Linked DNA regions of Danio rerio: region 1 is linked to region 2. A link is a contact called in public Hi-C data. All regions are on one chromosome and are shown on one strand. The core of a region is the stretch at or near the end of the contact, and the rest is flanking DNA. Distances in the headings are between cores, read along the strand shown.

The links. A called contact is a pair of places that touch in the nucleus more often than the background predicts.
Region 1: a Hi-C map of an unstated tissue shows a contact between it and region 2, with 7 times the contacts expected there. The contact joins the enhancer-like site here to the promoter of si:dkey-27h10.2 in region 2. A contact is called at or near these places in 6 of 18 Hi-C or Micro-C datasets (caudal fin, embryo, hematopoietic stem cells and 2 more) and 1 of 4 datasets of contacts at active chromatin or transcription factors (caudal fin).

What each region holds. Positions count from the first base shown.
Region 1 is chr1:39,031,910-39,034,789 of GRCz12tu, forward strand. No RefSeq gene overlaps it. Among named protein-coding and RNA genes, the nearest start is that of si:ch211-194g2.4, 13 kb to the left of the region's middle. Within about 2 kb of position 1,427, at least 5 of the 62 cell types and tissues checked have an H3K27ac peak or open chromatin away from gene starts, as enhancers often do.
Region 2 is chr1:38,834,330-38,837,325 of GRCz12tu, forward strand. si:dkey-27h10.2 reads right to left here and starts at 1,425. Exons shown (of 10, transcript XM_073952539.1): 1 at 1,367-1,425; 2 at 949-1,149; 3 at 622-774; 4 at 189-224. The coding sequence starts at 1,397. It also overlaps a transcript of hhip not described here.

The DNA.
Region 1 (2,880 bases), core at 177-2,676, 200 kb after region 2:
CCTTGGATTTGGTCACAAGTTTTTTTTTTTCACTTTGTGCACTTGAATACATAACATTTATTTTAAGGGGAAGTGTCTAATTACTGAAAACTACTCCATATTGCACTCCCTCAATAGCGCCTGACATCAGTACTGCTTAGTAAAATACTGACCTCTGGTGGAAAGATGTTCTCTAACCCTTTATCAAGATGTTTCAATGAAACCCTTTATCTCATAGATCTCATGTTATCTGAATTCTGCATTCAAGAGTACAGAAATCATAGACAAGCTGACAATAAAACATTAAGGAAATAAAGAATAAAATATAAGACTTGCTTTTATGCTGAAAGCACTGGCAGAAGTGGGAATGGGCAGCTGCATCCAGACTCTTAAACTTGTAGACTACTCAATTCAAGTTCACCACAGCAGGTGTCACATTGGACCTTCACAGGAAAAGAGAGAGTACTCCAAACCCTGGAACTACTTACGGGACAGCCGAGAACAAAGGAATGAAATGGGGGAACATAGAGCCACGTCGAATAATTCTGACCACAATGCCTGGAGAGGGGAAAAAATTCCACAAACTCACCACAAGAAACGCGATAAAACCTGCTCTTTTTCATTCAAAGCTGTCAGAAAGCATCTATACAAAGGACACAAACAGAAAACATTTCAGATAAAAGGTTCCAGGCCCCTTTTTATGAAGCAGACCTCACACCAAGTTGTATGTAATTCCTACCAGAAACTGGTTTATTTACCGAAAAATAAGATTTAACGCCAAGCTTGGCACTACAAATAATAAGCAAACAAGTGGAGGAAGCTACGAGAGGAAAGGAGGGAGTGAAAATCAACCTGGGGAGGAAAAGAAACGCACACAGCGGTGGAAAGTTTCTCTCTGTCTTTCTAGTTATTTTTCTCAGTTCTGTTTATGTGACACTTGGGCAGAGCGAAAGGGCGGACACTTGTGCTAATGTAACACTGCTTGCTGCTATTGCTGCTAAGTTAAGTGAAAATAATTAATATGTAAATCTAATTTGGACATCTGCAGCTCCAGCAACTCTTTGGCCACATCTATTTAGGAATTCAGCCCTCAGCTCGGCTTTCATTATATAAAAAAACAATATTACCATTTTCCAAGCAGCTGAGTAATGAGTAGAAGGCCTGCAAAGAGCCAATGACAATACAGAGCTGAGGGGAGTTGGAGGGTGGAGGGATGATAGTGTAACCCGCCACCCACGTTGCTGAAAAGAGCGCACGCTCAAAACACAGGCACTGAACTATAAAACCACACAGACCCCTGTATTACTCGTGCTGTCCCATTCACTTAGGGTGATCACAAACAGCCTTTTTCATCCTCAAGACTTTCCACGATTACTGCTGCACTACAAGTTTCCCGGTGGGGACTGGTCTCCGGCACGCACCCACTCTGTGAGACGTAACGCGCTGTTTCCGAGAGCTTAGCCTAGTGATTGAAGTGGCCACCTGCCCGGTTATAGAAGAAAGTACTACAAGTCTTAAGCATTTCCTGAAAGTCCTGAAAGTACGTCCTGTTGTGACACTAAGGCTTGTAATGTGGACATTTTAACCCTATATTGCACAGCCTAAAAACCTACACTTAAGTGGGTCAAAATCTTATATTCTTATATATTCTTATATATTCAATATTCTTTTTTTGGTAAAACAAAAAGCACTTGAATCTAAAAGCACAAATAATCAACATTAGTAAAAAAAATTTTGTTCAAATTTCACTCTGCTATATTAAGCAGTGATCCATGCATGTTATTGTTGTTTTTGAATAGTGAAAATGTAAAGTGTGTCTGAACCTTTAAATGTAATGGATAAATGAACCCTACTAAATTATATTTTTGTGTGCTTGTTTTTCTTTTATTTAACTGAACTTTTTAAAAAAATATGAATTGTATTGAAGAAAATATCAAATAAAATGATAAATATAGAGTAAAACAAAAAAGCTAAGTTTCCAATTCCAAACAAATGTGGTAAATTAAAAGGCATATCTTGTGTGGTTTTAAACTTTTATGAGTTTATCATCAAATGTGTTGGTCAAATATTTAGTTACCATTTGCTCATCCCTCACTTGTTCAAAACTTAATTGAGTTTCTTCTAAGGCTAGGCGATGTGGCAAAAATGCAATCTCGATAATTATTTTCCATACTGAACAATAGCGATATATCTTTCGATAAACTGTAAGTTGTTAATGCTTCCAGATTTAAAAGCGTACAATGACTGAAGCCAGACTAATTGGAGGGTCCATTAAATGGTATAACATATTTTTGGCTGATAAATTTTTGATGATACATCTTTAATATCAGCACACTTTTAACTTGCCATTGTTGCACATTTCTGCTTTGTGATTGGCTCTTAGACCAATATAGAGTGAAAAGTGCAGGGCTTATCGTTGTTATTAACATAAATTTCATCACAATTCGATATAATATCATTTATCGGCCCAGCCCTAGTTTCTTTCTCATTTTTTAACTCGAATGAAAGTACTCTGAAGAATGCCGGCCACTGACACCCATCAACTTCCATAGTAGGGAAAGTTACAATGGGAGTTAATAGGTGCCAGGTACAAGCATATTTCAAAATATTTTCTTTTGTGTTAAAAAAGAATGAAGAAATTCCAAATATCACATGTAAGATCTACTAGATTTTTTAATCAGTTGGGTTAGTTTGAACACTTTATGTAAACTCAAGAAACCAAGTCGTTATCTTTTGAAAGACCAAATCATGTCATCTAAATAATTAGTGATAAAGGACAAAAAGCAAGTTGCCTTGAACTCTAGCACACACCATATTTTAAACCACACTGAACTGAGCTAAACTGCACTGAACTTAAACACTAAAAACTGAACTACTCTGTTCCAATTACTATGACCATTT
Region 2 (2,996 bases), core at 175-2,674:
TCTATATGGTCTTAAAAAGTCTTAAATTTGACTTGGTGAAACCTGCGAAACCCTGACAACAAAGTATATCGCAATATATCGCAGAAAAACAAAATATCGCAATGTCAGATTATCCAATATCATGCAGCCCTACCTAAAACTGAACATGAATAAACACTGAGAGAGAAAAGACATAGAAAAATACTCACCTGGTCCATGTTTTTTGGGCTCTGGTGCTTTAGTTGCTTGAAAAAAAAAGCAATGTATCACTCATAGGTATGATAATGTAATACTCAAAGAATATGACTACATGTTTAGGTGAATGGCAAGTTTGTGCTCTACTTTGGTTAGAGAAGTCAAGCAATAATTTGCATTTTTTTTCAGTAAACTATTTCTGTTATTTATGTGTTCTGGGTTGCTGAGGATTTTTTTTTTTTTTACAGATTTAAATGTGCGATAGCTAGACCACACACTTTCTTCCTGTGTAAGAATGACTCAGTAGGAAACAAATTAAGCGTTAAAAGGTAATTCACACATATACAGTATATCTCTTGCACAAAAAATAAGTCATTCTGATCATTTTTATTTAGAAAAGAGCAAATAGTGATCGTTGCTTGTGTTGTCAGTATTTTTCTCTCTTACTGGTTGTTGTACAAGTTGTTATGCTGGTTCTTGTTCTGGTTGTTGTTTGAATCGTAGCATTTGTGCTGACTTGTGGGACTTTGTTCAGAGGATTGTCTGTGGTGCTAGTGGTCTGCGGTTCTTCAGAGGTTGGTGAAGTATTTGGTGAATCTGCTGTACAACAGATAAAATATATAACTTCCTTTCAGTTAAAGGTTGTCATTTACACTAAAACAAGCAGCATAGCATTTAGACTGGATTATATTTCTCAATAGTCTCTCTGCATTGTTGCATCAGTGGTGTGGGCAGATGTGCAATAGCAAGATATCAAGCTAAATGAAAAGCTACCTGATCCTTCATCTAATGTGTCGTTGGCTTCTGTTGTGTTTGATAGAACAGTAGTCGATATAGGTGATGAAGTTACAGTAGAGTTGTCCAGAATGGTTTTGTTGGTGGTGGTGTTATCAGGCTTTAAAACTATAAAGGTGCTGTTTGTGCCGTTTATCATAGTTGTGGCCTCATTTCCAACTGCGAGGACAAGTATGGCCCCTGTATATTACCAGAGAAAGCTCATGAAGAACATACAGTATTTATTATAATCAACAAGTTGTTACATCTCTAAAACTCAGCTGCATATTCTGTCATTTTAATGGCTTAAAATATTAAATATACACTTAAATAGCAAATTAATTTTAATCATATAAAGTTTTTGTTGTATTTAAAAGCTTAGACTTATTTTATTAAGGTTAAAAGTCTTCAAACTCACCAAGAAAGAGATGAAGTGATGCGTAGCACATCTTGAGAAAAGATGCTATCTTGTAATATGTATGTTCCTTCCTCAGGACAGTTCATATACTCACTCTGAAACCACGTAACTTCCACTTCTATGACCAGCACAGGATGCAGCAGATATTTAACCAAAAAAGGCACGTAAGGAACTTAGGCAGTTTTGTAAATCCCCTTACACTACATGTAGTGTATTCTTCATTTAAACTTGAACAGGTTGTGTGGACATTGTGATCCATTGTTTGCAGTCTGGAAAAATGGAAAACCCAGCTGTATAGGAACAAGTGTGCATTTGTGTTTAAAAGATTTTATGTGCAATTTCTCACACCAGTAATTTCACCATAGATATTTCTATTTTTAAGGTTAACAGTAGTCTATGTAGTGCATTCACAGCATATGGGGTAACAGCTCTTATTTTACACCATTGATTTTCATTTATCAGGGAAACTTAAAATTAAAATGCTTGACAAATGAATAAAAAACAAAGGTTCCAGACAGGGAAGTAAGATTGTAGTTGTAGTAAGAAGTAGTTGTAGTAGTCGTAGTAGTATTAATAATAACTATAATAATAATAATAATTATTATTATTATTACTACAACTATAAATAATAATTCTTTCTAAAAAGAACATTGAGGCAGCGCTGTGGGTAGCACAATCGTTTCCTAGTGATAGGTTGCAGCCGGAAGGGCTTTTTTTGTGTAAAAACATGTGCTGGATAAGTGGACAGTTCATTCCGCTGTGGCGTCCTCAGATTAATAAAGGGACTAAGCCAAACGAACAATAAATGAATGAATGAATAAAAATAAACGTTAGAGAAACTTTTCAAAATATTAATAAAAAATCTTCTTGTTATAAGCATTTTAATCTTTGAGTAACTGAGTAATTTTTCTTTCTATGGATGTTAAAGGTTTCTTGTTGGAAGCCGATAAAGTTTTTATTTATTTATTTTCAATAAAGTTTTTATTTATTCATTTTAAAAAGTACAGGTATAGGGACCTTTAAAAATATCAATATCAAAAATAGCAATCAGTGAAAGTGTTTCTTAGGGCACCAGGACATTAATTAGATCCATGTTTAGGTTCTGGTTATTGCACACTGGAAATCTGGTTATAAAATCAAGAGCATTTTATGTAAAACCACATTTAGACACAAGGTGTCACTGTAAGTATGAGAAGACAAACAGTTTGTTGCAGAACTCATACGTAGAATAAAATCATACACAACTATGCTAGTAAATACATCTAATATTTGAAAATCTAAATTATATATATATATTATATTCAGATATTGCATCTAAATGTCTAAAGAACATTTAAATATTTAAATATAATATAATATGTAATATACAAATATATTAGTGGTCTGCTTTTGAGCTTATATAAACTGTTTGTTTACTGTTTGTTGAAATAGTGTGGTCTGTTGTTCTGACTGCTGCTGCTGCTGCAAAAAAAAAAAAAGTACATCCACTCCAGTTGATCTTACTTGGAAACTTTATTTACTGGACATTAATATTTTGGAATATACCACAACCAAAATAAATGACGCCATCAGGAAAACTATACAATTTTGGTCAAATATGGGTGAGACTGTATCAGACAAGGTCCAATCC